2 separate regions of the Mus musculus genome follow, and region 2 is linked to region 1. A link is a contact called in public HiChIP or PLAC-seq data. All regions are on one chromosome and are shown on one strand. Each heading gives the region's core, a stretch centred on a gene start, on an enhancer-like site or on the middle of the called end of the contact. The rest is flanking DNA. Distances are from core to core; before and after follow the strand shown.

The links. HiChIP or PLAC-seq counts read pairs in DNA pulled down with a chosen protein or histone mark.
Region 2: an H3K27ac HiChIP or PLAC-seq map of extraembryonic endoderm stem cells shows a contact between it and region 1. The contact joins the promoter of Phka2 here to the enhancer-like site in region 1. A contact is called at or near these places in 11 of 39 promoter capture datasets (the 3T3-L1 cell line, 3T3-L1-derived adipocytes, cranial neural crest and 5 more), 9 of 115 datasets of contacts at active chromatin or transcription factors (astrocytes, embryonic stem cells, extraembryonic endoderm stem cells and 4 more) and 1 of 9 other capture datasets (adipose tissue).

What each region holds. Positions count from the first base shown.
Region 1 is chrX:160,163,490-160,170,549 of GRCm38.p6, reverse strand. No RefSeq gene overlaps it. Among named protein-coding and RNA genes, the nearest start is that of Pdha1, 29 kb to the right of the region's middle. Within about 2 kb of position 3,524, at least 8 of the 459 cell types and tissues checked have an H3K27ac peak or open chromatin away from gene starts, as enhancers often do. A contact at or near this core is called in extraembryonic endoderm stem cells, where this site is marked.
Region 2 is chrX:160,498,498-160,505,202 of GRCm38.p6, reverse strand. It overlaps Phka2 (phosphorylase kinase alpha 2), which reads right to left and starts at 3,041. Exons shown (of 33, transcript NM_172783.4): 1 at 2,299-3,041. The coding sequence starts at 2,376. Gm15241 (a long non-coding RNA gene) reads left to right here and starts at 5,385. Exons shown (of 4, transcript XR_387097.4): 1 at 5,385-5,418; 2 at 5,915-6,002.

The sequences.
Region 1 (7,060 bases), core at 2,275-4,774:
AGCTAGAGTCAAGAGCTCCGGGGTACTGGTTAGTTCATAATGTTGTTCCACCTATAGGGTTGCAGATCCCTTTAGCTCCTTGGGTACTTTCTCTAGCTCCTCCATTGGGAGCCCTGTGATCCACTTTATTTTCAGTTTGTGTTTGGGTGTTTTGCCTGCCAGCCTTTGTACTATTTGCCTGCAGTACCAACCAAGGCCAGAAGAGGTCATGAGATCCTCTGGAACTGGAGTTTTAGCTGTTTGAAAGCTGTCATGCAGATGATGGGAGTTCAACTCGTGTCTTTTAGAAGAGCAGCAATTGTCCTTAACCTCTCCAGCCTGTTTGCTTGTTTTGAAGCAGAATCTCTAGCCCAACTGGCTTCAAAACTCCCTATGGAGACAAAAAGGCCGTTAACAGGCAGTTCCTGCTGCCTCTACCTCCTAAGTCTGGCACATTTGTATAGTTTATATATTTTATATTCATTTATTCATGGAGAGCATGTGTGCCAATGGCAAGCATGTAGAGGTCAGAGAACAACTTGTAAGAGTCAGTTCTCTCCTCACTCTATGCAGGTCCCAGAGACCAAACTCAGGGCCCTATTTTTGGTAGCAAGTGATGTGTTTATGAAAAGATAAAGAGGTAGGGGTTATGTTCTATGGGGGTGTAGTGAGGTATAGGGGAAGGGGATGTCTCAGCTGGCCCATGCCAAGGCATCCGTTCCCCCTGATGGACCGGCCACAAGACGGTATAGTATAGAATAGAGTTTATTCAGGTCATGGGGAGGGGAATTAAGAGGGTAGAGAGGCAGAGAAAGGCAGAGAGAAGGAGAGAGTAAAGAAGTAGAAGCCAAGCATACCATGACCACATGGAGGGAGGGTGAAGGGAGGGGGGAAGGGAAGAGCCCAAGAGAGCAAGAGAGAAACAAGAGAACAAGAGAGGGAGGAGGGGGCAAGCAGCCCCTTTTATAGTGGGTCAAGCCTACCTGGCTGTTGCCAGGTAACTGTGGGGTGGAGTTTATACAGAATGCTAACAGCAAGTGCCCTTCCATCAAACTGGCCCTCATACTTGCATAAGCTTTAAATACTTACATATAGCAAAAACATAGATATTTAAAATAAGGAAAGGAGAAGAGAAAGGTATAAAAATATATACTGTATAAATGAGCAAAGCTTATGTTTATACAATAGTTTTGTCATTTTATGCATTTTTATATCACTATAATACACACACATTTTTAATGAAGAATTTTTTCATGCAATATATTTAGATCATAGTTTCTCATCTTCCAATTCCTCCCAGATCCTCTCTCTCTTTCTTTCTCTCTCTCTCTCTCTCTCTCTAATTAGATATTTTTTATTTACATTTCAAATGTTATCCTCTTTCCTGGTTTCCCCTCTGAAAACCCCCTTATCCTCTTTCCCCTCTTCCTTCTCACCAACCCACCCACTCCCGCTTCCTGGTCCTGGCATTCCCCTATACTGGGGCATAGAACCGCCACAGGACCAAGGGCCTCTCCTCCCACTGATGACTGACAAGGCCATCTTCTGCTACATATGCAGCTAGACCATGAGTCCCACCATGTGTTTTCCTTGATTGGTGATTTAGTCACCAGGAGCTCTGGGGGTACTGGTTAGTTCATATTGTTGTTCCTCCTATGGGGCTGTAAACCCCTTCAGCTCCTTGGGTCCTTTCTCTAGCTCCTTCATTGGGGACCCTAAACTCTGTCCAATGGATGGCTGTGAGCCTCCACTTCTGTATTTGTCAGGCACTGCAGAGCCTCTCAGGAAACAGCTATCTCAGGCTCCTGTCAGCAAGCTCCTGTTGGCATCCGCAATAGTGTCTGGGTTTGGTGGTTGTATATGGGATGGATCCCCAGGTGGGGCAGTCTCTGGATGGTCATTCCTTCAGTCTCTGCTCCAGACTTTGTCTCTGTAACTCCTTCCATGGGTATTTTGTTCCCCCTTCTAAGAAGGATCGATGTATCCACACTTTGGTCTTCCTTCATCTTTTTTTTTTTTTTTAGATTTATTTATTTTTATTTATATGAGTACACTGTAGTTGTCTTCAGACACACACCAGAAGAGTGCATCAGATTCCATTACAGATGGTTGTGAGCCACCATGTGGTTGCTGGGAATTGAACTCAGGACCTCTGGAAGAACAGTCAGTATTCTTAACCTCTTAGCCATCTCTCCAGCCCCCTGGTCTTCCTTCTTCTTGAGTTTCATGTGGTCTGTGAATTGTATCTTGGGTACTTGGTTGTCTCTCTATCTTGGTCATGGAAGAGGCCCCAGCATAAAGAATAAAGCACTCTTTCCATTTACATACTATTTGAGTCCAGGGTATCATTCTTTGGTGAATCATGAACCGATACACCTTCAGCAGAACAATAGTATTTGCTTTTCTCCTAGGACCATGGCCTATCTAATCTTGAGTTCTTAGCTACCTTAACAGTGTCAGATCTGAGTACACACACACACACACACACACACACACACACACACACAGAGAGAGAGAGAGAGAGAGAGAGAGAGAGAGAGAGAGAGAGAGAGAGAGAGAGTCTTCCTCATCGTCGTTGTCATCATCATCATCTGGGTCTGTTTTGGTGAGAAGGCTATCCCACAGAAACTTAAACTACAATTTATTTTAAGCGACAATCTCCTAGCTCTCCTTTCCCCACAACCTCTGCTTCCCAGAGACTCCTCCCTCTACTTTAATTAGCCAGTCTCCTTCCACCCAGTGACCTCAGTCCAGTATCACACATGAACTGCCTCCAAGCCACATTCTCTTCCAACACGCCATCCCTCCATGACGTCACCAAAATGGCCTTGCTAAGACGGAAGTCCAACAATGTTATCTCTAGCTTAAAAAAAAAAAAAAAAGAAAAGAAACCAACAACAACTGGTTCTGCAGTGCTAAAACCCAAATTCCATAGTGACATAAAAACCATAGCTCTCATTTTAAAGGGAATAAGAGATAATTTATTCTGGAGCCATTTTGAATGACTGAAAATATAGATTTAGGTTACTTAAATTCCATGTTCCAACATGGAATCAGTTTCATGAAGTTTTCATAGTTTTACAGAACAAAGAAAGTCATAAATCGAGGTAAGTTTAAAATATATCGGTGGGTATATCAGAGAGGCAGGCACATGGAGATGGGGGAAGCTTCCTTTATAGGGCCTAAAATCTTACCTGATGCCCTTCTTAGCTCTTGGTAAGAGTTTGTGCTCCAAGTTAATGGCTTACTAAAATGATTTTTATTTATTATCATACGGTGCTAGTTCAGATAGAGTGGAGCAAGGAATGACTGTTCCAGAAGGTCAAAACTAGCCCAAGATTAGTAATTAATGTCTGCATCTACAAAATCCCAGTCTCTCCGCAGGACTAAAATTCCTATGGGTCCCTCAGGCCCCCCGCAGACAAACTCCCTCCAGGAGTGTCTTGTTCACACCGGAGAGCAGCTTCTCTTCAGGAACTTGTTCCCAATAGCATGGCAGGAAAAGGTCTCAGGATGTGACCTCAGCTTGCTTTCCCAGGCCCTTCTCTTCTGTGATCCTACTCCACCCAGCTCCTTCTCAAATCCCCTAATCTGCAGCTACTGAGAGCTGCTATTCTTTGAATCCTCCACACTTGGTCAGCTTTCAGTGAGCCTTTGCACAGCGCAGCATCTTTCCAGGGGTGATCTTTCCCCTCCCCCTTTCCACTGAATGTCTATGGTTCCTTAATCCCTAGCATAATTACCATTTTCTCAGTGAGTGTTCGTTCTCTAAACTCCTCAGGCAGAACAGGCTGCCCCTGCTGGGTCCTCATACCTTTGGGTAATTACTTATTGATGCTGTCTCTCTTCTGAACTGAGAGCAACCCTCACAGCCTGTGTGCTCAGAGCTGTCAGACTGTGCCTATAAGCACGTTCACTATCCTCTCGCCAGGGTCCAACTTATTATAAATGATCAGTAAGTGCTGTTGGATAAATAGAATAATTTCTTGAACCACAATCAGATTAGGAGCATATAACCCAGGGCTGGAGAGACAATTCAGTAGTTTAAAGTGCACACTACTCTTGTCAAGGAATGGAATTTAGTTCCCAGTGTCTGTGTCACAATTGTCTGCAGCTCCAGCCTAGGGGCTCTGACGTGCTCTTCATGTTCTCCAGACACCAAGTACGTGTGCAATTACTCATGCACAGACACAGACACACACACACACACACACAGAGAGAGAGAGAGAGAGAGAGAGAGAGAGAGAGAGAGAGAGAGAGAGAGGCACACAATTTAAAATAATAATAAAAATAAAATCTTTAAGGACACATAACCTTAAGTATGCCCGCAGAGAAGAGGCAATGAGGATCCAGCAGACAGAGTCCACTCCTGACCTTAACCCTGTGAGGATAGGTATGATGGTATGATGCTTTAATTGCCAATTTGATACAACCGAGAATCACTTGGAATGAGAGTCTCATTGAAAGACTGTCTGCACAGGGTTAGCCTGTAGACAGATATGTCTATGGGTGATTGTTAGTTAATTGATGTGAAAAGACCCAGCCCACCTGGGCAGCACCATTCCCAAGGCAGGAGGTCTGAACTGTATAGGAATGGAGAAACTGAGTTCAGGCCAGGTAAACAAGTAGGTATGTAGGAATTCATTTCTCTCTTCTCTCAGCTGGGGTGGGATGTGATGTGACTAAGCTATTTGAAGTTCCTGTCTTGACTTATCCACACTAATGGGTTAAAATTTGGGATAACATACAACACACACACACACACAGAGAGAGAGAGAGAGAGAGAGAGAGAGAGAGAGAGAGAGAGAGAGAGAGGGAGAGAGAGAGAGAGAGTTTCTCACAGCATCATAAATGAAACTAGAACAGGAAAATGCTAAGCCGTGAGTTCACTGGCCCCAGGGAAGTTACCATGGTAAGGGAGAGAGGGGGAGAGAGGAGAGAGAGGAGAGAGAGGAAGGAAGGAAGGAAGGAAGGAAGGAAGGAAGGAAGGAAGGAAGGAAGGAAGGAAGGAAGGAAGGAAGGAAGGAAGGGAAAAGAATCTCTGGGAGAAAGGTAGCCCAGCCTCTGGACTGGGAGGTTCAGGATTGGGGGTAGGATATTCCAGGTAGGGACTGAGGGATGCTGAAAGGACCTGGAGGTCAGGTCTGCTTTGGTGTATAAAATATGCACCTTAGCCGCTTGTCCTAAGGTCTGAAACAAAATAAAGGTATCTCCTCACAGCAATAGAATGGTGACTAAGACAAGTGTCCACTGTTATTTTTGTAATACTTTCTCCCCTAACAAACTCTGTTTGGATTGTAATACCATGATTCATCAAATTCTGTTGTTCTTGGGAATGGAAGAAATGAATGGATAAGACAGAAGAACTGGGATAGAAAATCCCATCCTCCCTAGAGAAGCTGTTCACTGTTCCTCCTACGGAAGAGCCTTGAAAACTAATAAGCTCCACACTAAAGATCATCGTTAAGGTTTCACAATAAGGGCCATTGACATTTCATAACAGACATTTCTTGAAAGATTAGCAGTCTTCTCTGGTTGCCCTCCTGGCATTTGGAAAGCTTGAGTGAGTCTCATTTTCTGTGGCTTTGACACAGAGAGCACAAATGGGTTCCACTAGGACAAGAGATGGATCTGCATCCTGCTAATGTACCTTGATAGGGTTTTGTTTAAAGTTCACAAGGATGTAAAGGGACTAGAGAAAACATGACCTTGATGAGAGGAAAGGGAGAGCCACGGGGGAGTCATTGCAAGCCATCATTTCAAAGACCTATACTAAAGGCCTCTGAAACAAACCAATGCTGAGCTCAGTGAGTGAATTCTAAATATAGCACATGCCTGGATCCACCAAGGTCTCCTCAGGGAACAGGTGAGATGGGCAGGTAGAAACATGTACAGTTAGGAACTTCTCAAGGACCGGGCAAACACTGCCATATCTCACATGATCCTGGACTCACCCTCTGAAACTATAAGCAAGCTCCCAATTAAATGCTTTGTTTTATAAGCTGCCTTGGTCATGGTGTCTCCTTGCAATGCTAGAACAGTGACTAAGACAAGCATCCACTATTATTTTTGTAATACTTTCTCCCTTGGCGAAGTTTGTTTGAGTTGTGATATGATGACTCATCAAATACTGCTGTTCTTGGGAATGGAAGAAAGCTGACATGCTAGTGACCTGCCCTTCTCAAGGCCCGGTCCCTTGCTGTTGTGGAGTGCCAATTGAATGCACAGTACAGTTCTGGAAGAGGGTGGCCTATATCACTGACTGTTCTCCACCTTGTAGGCTGTTGCTCAGTCCACTTTCCTTCCTCACCTAGTGATGATAACAATCAAAAATATCTCCAGACATTTCTATGTGATTAATGGGGACAGACTCACTCCCGGTTGAGGATCACTCATCTAAGAGAACCTAACATTCTAAAATATATTCAATAGTAAAAGTGTAGAATAAAAAGCTGCTCACCTCCTATTCCAAGCATAGACTTTGGGTATGCCTTCCGTTGGTGCATGTGGGTTTTTTGTTTTTTTGGTTTTTTGGGTTTTTTTTTTTTTTGTATTTGAAAGGGTTTTTTTTAATAATAAAGTTTATTTAAAATTTCTGAATTATAAAATATACCAGTAAGCATCCATGAAGGGAATTAATATCATTCTGCTATTTGCATACTTTTATTCATCATTTTGAAGAGGCCAATGTTATGTCAACTTCTAACTTTAAGTAATTTTTGGTTTTATATTTATTTATTTAAAAAAAAGTCTTTATCTCAGCAGATGAAGCCACTGTGTCAACTCCACAGAACAGCAAATACACTCCAGAACTCAGATAAGGATATCTTCTCTGTGTACAGTAGTTCCTAAGAAGTCTACACTTTCCAAAGCTAGAGTAAGTCATGATAGTTTGGGGGACATTCATTTCTCTTGTGTTCTCCCAGTGCCCAAAGAATATTAGGTGAATGGGATTCCCAAAGTGCTCTAAGAATCTTCCTAAGTACCACAGTCTGCAGTGATGAATTGTGGGTTTGTGGATAGAGAGAATACAAATATTTAAAATCCTCCATGTGTTGTGATATGAGAATTAACCTGAATG
Region 2 (6,705 bases), core at 1,792-4,291, 340 kb before region 1:
GGAGAACTATCTGGAGTATTCTGGTTATCCAGAGGAAAAGGGAGAAAATATGAGGGCCTTTTCACTGACTACCTACCCCCAAAATAAATACAACTAAAAGGTCAGACAACTGCTCTTTAATCATTAAAATGTAGGGGAGGAAAGTCCACCTCTGCAGCTCTGGTGATTGTTTTGCTCCTGAGCAAAGGCAAGCCTGGACCAACATATGTGCCCCTAAGGTGCCACAGAACTCATAGGAAGTAGTGTTTTTCAACAAGGATTGAAGGATACTATAACGAGCCTGAGACCTTGCTTGATGAATAAGAAAGAAGCACTAAATCTCTGCACTTGGCATCTGACTACATCAATGGAACACAGAATTATGTCCAAAGACCAGAAAACAATTAGCAGCAGTATCAAGCCTTCCAGGAATGGGAGCATCATGGGTCAGGATGGTCAGGAAAGGACTGAGGAGCATGTGGTCTGTAACAAAAGCACCCACTGCATAGTGGTTGCACATAATGTGCCCAAGGAGAGTACACTAGACATTCGTTTTTTTAAAAATAATAACCAATTCCCATTCTACGGTTGAAGGTGTTAACTCAGAAAAGATAAACAGAAAGCTCTGGGTATAATGGTGTACACCTTTAATCCCAACACGCATGAGGCTAAAGCAGGTCACGTTGAGGCCAGCTTGGTCTACATAGTGAGTTCTAGGTTAGCTTGGACTCTTTACAGTTCTCTTTACAGCTCTTTCTATCATAGTAATGGGTAGAAACATTTTCAACTGGGACTTTTACGTTTTATACTTGTAATTACATTTTAAGAATAAAAGCAAAGAGTAACCTCTATCTCTGCTTAGCCCCTCTTCAACTCTCCACTGGAATGCCATGTCGTGCAGAACTCCTTCCTTGCCATCTATGGTTTGGCAGTAGGGGGGAGGGATGGGGGAGGGAGTATTTTCCTCAAATAAACCCTGCATTCCTTTATGAGCAATCCTCAGAGCCATTAACATATGGAAATGTTTCTCCTACATTTGCAGAAATTTCTTTTGGTGGCAAAGACAAGCTGATCTAATGTGAAACTCTTTTTATAGTCTTTACTTATTGCTTAGTGTGAACATTCATATTCCAATGGAGAAATAATAGTGGCTGTAACTAAGGGGTACTGCCTGGACTACTCTGGCTATTAGAGTATGCTTATAGAGTATGCATATGATTTTTAAAATCAAGACGTTTCTAGCTTACAAGCCACATTTGGCCCCAACGTGTTTCAAACAAGAAACACTGAACTTATTTTACGTTATTCATAAAATTCACCGTATTGTGCTATGAACATTTTTTTTTTTCTTTTACAGTGCTGCAATCCAATCCAGGGCCTTGAGACTACCAGGTAAACTACCACTAAGTCACACCACTGGCAGTACCATTTATTCATTTTATGTAGTTTGTATGATGCCTTGCATAGAAAAGATACACAATAAATTCTTCCTGAGTGAGAGGTCAAGGAATTAGCTAAGAAGAAAAAAAAAAGGTTAATGGTTTGGAAATGACCACCAACTGCTACTTCCTTCTCTGACTCTCAAAGCCCTAAAAATAGCTGCTGCCAACTGAAGGCAAGCAATATAGCTGATGTCTTTGCTCTGAACAAAAATAGCTCAGTGGTCTTACATTGGGCACTCACACATAACTTTTGCCAAGCAGGAAGCATAGCAGGCGTATTCATACCTGAGATTATATGCACAGTTTCACAGGACCCCTTGATGCTGATGCTCTGTGCCCAGAAGTTTTGTTGGCTGTAAAGCAGCAACCAGAGTGGTCATAGGGTCCTCTCAGGGGGATTTCTAACAAGGGAGGGGCAGTAACAGTTGCCCACACTCTGGTCAGATGCAAGCCTTGGGAGTTTTTCACTCCTGCCTACTGTTCCCAGAGTAGAGTTAGTTCACTGTTCTCCTTCAGTGTGCTCTGTCCAACCTAACAGACTTCTTTCATCCAAAAGAGGCAGTAAGGAAGGACCTCGAGGGGGGTGTCCCGATGGGGGGAAAAAGAGGAAGGGAGGAGGAAGAGGAGAGAAAAAAAAAGGTCCCAGAATTCTGCAAAGCAGCCGCAGCAACTGTTCAAAAGCCAGAATGCCTGACTTGTGAGTAAAGTGAATAAAATAGCGATAAGGGAGTAGGGTGATAACTGGCTAGCAAAGGACTGGATTAAAGTCGGAAACCTCTTAAATAAATGCAAGCTCTCATGAGTGACAGAGGCCTTGGGGAGAATGAGTTATATCAGTGGGCAGTTTCCACCGTTCTCTGGGCTGCTCTCTGTTTACCTGGTAACACAGGATGGTTTGCTGCACCAGCCTCGCGTACCCGTCCAGGCGGACCCCAGAATTGCTCCTGCTCCGCATCTCGCCCAAGCTCATGGGCCACGGAGCTGGACCTGCCCGCTGGTGTCCGCCAAAGTTGCCGCCTCCAAGCTGACCTGGTCCTCAAAACATTCAGCGTCAATGAGTTTCTTCAAAGGGGGCCGAGAGGAAGAGTTTTCAAACTGAGAGACCCAAAGTATGACTTGCAAGGCGAGCCAACCAGAGTGTCGCGCCGCTGGGCGGTGCGGGGGAGGAGACGGGGGTGGCGCTATCGCGGCCCGGCTTCCTCCCGGTCAGCAGCTGCCCCGAGGGTTTCTAGTCCCACCACCATGCTCGACAGAACCTAGACTGGGCACTAGGCTGGAGAAAGGCCTTGGCGGTACCCCTCTGTTTTGGGAGGCGGCTCCGGGTTGCTTGGGAGCTCACCTAAGCTTTACTAGGCTCCGCCCCCCTCGTGGGGCGGACTCTCCAAGTCTCCGCCTAAAGGGAGAGGGTCTACAGAGGAAGGCCGCTGGGAGCGGCGGGGAGCTGGGCTCTTAACGGAAATTCAGTTTTTTTTATTGACTTTGCTCCTACCTCAACCTGCTTCCAACCGCGGCTGAGGCTAAAGGAGCAGAGTCCTTCGGTCGCGGCCCCCGGGGTACGGAGGCCACCCCTCACGCCGGCCCGAACCAAGAAGCGGAACCCGTGCAGTCCCGCCCGGAAGGAACGCGTTGGGGGGGCGGTACCGATCTGCTCGCAGCTCCGCCCCCAGTCCGCCTCCTCCGTGGGGTTTGGAGCCCTCCTTGTCATGGCCTGACCAGGAAGGAAAATGGGGCAGCCCGCAGGAGTATGGAGAACTTGGATGGAAGCAGAGAACAAGTCGGCTTTCTGGGTCGGCAATGACAAGGTCTCCTGAGCGGAGCCGCCAAACCCACCGGAGACTAGAAAGAGGCTGGGCCGCCTGGGCATCCTTCGGATGACCGGCCGTCATAGCCCCGCCCTGTCCTGGGCCTCACCTGAGGACAGAGTCCCCATAGTGGAGCTCAGCACTGAAAGCAAGAAAGGGAGGCCTGAGTACTGTCCTCCACATACACTCCTGGTACCCGTGGCTCCTGGCCTTAGCTCCTGGGAGAATTTTGCAGTTCATTTATAATAGTATATTTTGAAATTTGGCATCCCATTAGTTGTCAAGGTTGCTAACCACAGGCCGCATTCTTTGATCCTGTCTTCATTGTCCATCAAAATCTGGCCCACAAATAAATTTGACTGGGCAGCTGTTCTAATGTAATTGCTTCCACAAGCACTTTGTTATTCTCCACTTTGACCCATTTCATTGTCTAAAACTTACCTTTGCCTTAAAGACTAGGTCAGCCCACTCATTAGCGTTTCCAATTTTCTGGATTCCTATAGCAGTTTCCTCAGTAAAGATGGGGCAACGAGTCAGTTCGAACTGCACTTTATTCCATTTCTGATTTATATAGACATTTGTGTTACTGTTTCAGTTGTTTGACTTTTACTGTTTTTATCTGTTGGGGTAAACCTCATGCCTTGTAATGTGACAAGGTCAAGTGCGTGTAGCACATACTTGACTCAGAGTGGCACTTAAACCAGAGCTATTTTCAGCACCATTTGGAAATAGTGTATTGTTTACATTTTAACTGAGGCATACTTTTCTAACTGGATTATGAGATGCTTATGAAATAGCTTGGTATCTCCCACCACACCTGGCACAGAGTTGATTGTACATGTGTCTAGGGCTCAATGTTGATGGACTGAAAATGAGTCCTGCTTATTTGACTCCCCTTATAGTTAGTCTTTAACTAAAGCACCCAACCCCTATCAGCCCACATACTTTTTCTCTGAGACAGAGTCTTGTCATGTAGCCTAGGCTGCTCTCAACTATATTATGTATCCAAGACTATTCCTCAAACTCACAGCAATACTTCTTTCCTCGGCATCCAAAGTGTTGGGATTCTGAGTACGTGCCACCACACCCAGCTCGAGTACTTTTCAACATTCTTTTCAAGCCTTGGTGCATGTATATGTTTTACATTGGGCAGTTCCCCTCATATCTTCTTACCATTCTTTTCTCAACTCATTATTTGTTTTAATAATGGCACTGAAGTTATGAAACAGTGCACAATGTACTTCCATGTAGGAGTTGCTGTGGCCTAGGGAGTAAGATTAAGCATTCAATTACCATAATTGAATCCCTTTAGTAATCTTTCTATGTACCTTTCCTGGAGATTTCATATATTCTTCTGTATTTAAAAGGTGGCATCATTGCTTATTTTTAGGATGGCTTGTGTTCTCATTGGAAGCTTAAGACTCTGTCTTAGAGGACAGCATGCAAAGTGGAAATATCATGTCTTTTGAACCTAAAGTACCCTGTCTCTGAATTGGGAGGGTCCATTCTTAATCAACTTGAAAAAACTAACCAGTTAACCAAATTAAACTATTTCTGTAATAATTTAGTTTAGATGACCTGGAATCATTTTACTTTCCCATTACCATAGTGTAAAAGAATGTTAAATTTGTCTCTGCTCCAACTTCTTGCAGCTATATAAGATTGAGAGTCAAGGAGAGGACATACCAGGGACTATAAGGGTTTCTTCATAGTGAAGAACGTATCTATTAAATATATTTTAAAAGCATATATTTTAAAGCCAGGAATGGCGATACTTGTAATCCCATCTTTGTGGATACTGAATCAGGAAGGTCCTGAATTTGAGGCAAGCCAGCCAGGGTTACAAGGCTATATAGCTATCTAGGTAAACATGATAAAAATACACTATATGGAATTCTCAAATAATTAATAAAATATTATTTTAAAGGCTATATATTTGTGATAGTTTGTATATTCTTGGACCAGGGGGTGGCACCATTTGGAGGTGTGGCCTTGTTGAAATAGGTGTGACCTGGTTGGAGTAGGTGTGTCATTGTGGGTGTGGGCTTAATACTCTCACCCTAGGTGCCTGGAAGTCAGTCTTCCACTAGCAGCCTTTGGATGAAGACATAGAATTCTCAGCTCTGCCTGGGCCATGCCTGCCTGGATGCTGCCACACTCCCACCTTGATAATAATGGACTGAACCTCTGAACCTGTAAGCCAACCCCAATTAAATGTTGTTTGTTTTTTTTTTTTTTATAAGATTTGCTTTGGTCATGGTGTCTGTTCACAGCAGTAAAACCCTGAATAATACAATATTCCATATGAATATATATTTAAATTTTATATGCTCTGATTTCTTGATGTTATATCTGGAAACTGAGGTGAGAAATAAATGAATATATTCCTAAGAATTTTTGACCCAATTTTGTTCCTTTTTTAAAAAAAATCTTTTTTATGCACATGAGTATTTTGCCTGCATGTATGTATGTCTACTGTGTTCGTGTCTGGTGCCTGTGGAAGTCAGAAGAGGCTGTCAGATCCCCTGGAATTTGAGTTATAGATGGTTGTGAGCTACCATGTGGGTCCTGAAACCAAACCCAGGTCCTCTGCAAGAGCAACAAGTTCTCTTAACTTCTGAGACATGTCTCTGGTCCCAATAGTATGTTTTTATTGTACTTACTCAGCTTCTCCTGGTTTCTGTCCCTCAGACCCCAAGGAGGAGATGAGATAGAGATAAACTGAATCATCTTTTCTTGCTATTATGAAGACAAAAGTCACACCAAACAAGTCTGCTTGGTGAGTATGCCATTCAGTAAATTAACTCTCCATTGAAATACCCTTCAAATAACACACCTTCCTCCAAGGTGACCTTGTTAGATACAAGCCAGCTCACCGAGTGGAACAGTTTGCGTCATTTCATTAAAGGCACAGCTCATTAAAGGCAGCAAAGTTCCTATGATTCAATGATTCTAGAGAATTCTGGGGGAAATTTCTCCAGTGCATTGAGGAAACACTTCAGATGCCGGGCACTGCTTCGACATTTCCTGAAGAATAGTAGCTCCTCTGTCTTCCTTAAAACAGTCTCCAATTTTAAAACCAGAGGAGGTTACTCCTCAGGAACATTCTGTCTCCGTCTTGTCATGTTATTTCTCTGAATTTACAAACCAACAAATAGCCAAGAGAATTTAGCTTAAGGACCGGACAAGGGCCCTAATACAAAAGGTAAGGAAGGTGGGAACTGAAGGACTTTTGACTGTGCTTTTTAGGTGTACTCTGGTATGTACGTTACTTTGGGAGGTTGATTTCCAAGGTTTCATCCCTCCCCCCTTACCCCCACCCTCAAATCAAAAGTGTCTCATCACCTTTCCAATCAATGGCTTCTTTGTGGGAGCTGAGACGCTGGGAAAGAAAGATTGCTCAGACAGTTCTCATCTGGGGGAAGGCTGCTTTCCCCAGTTGTGGCTTCCAAATGCTAACTAGCAGATGGCACTTAGTTAGG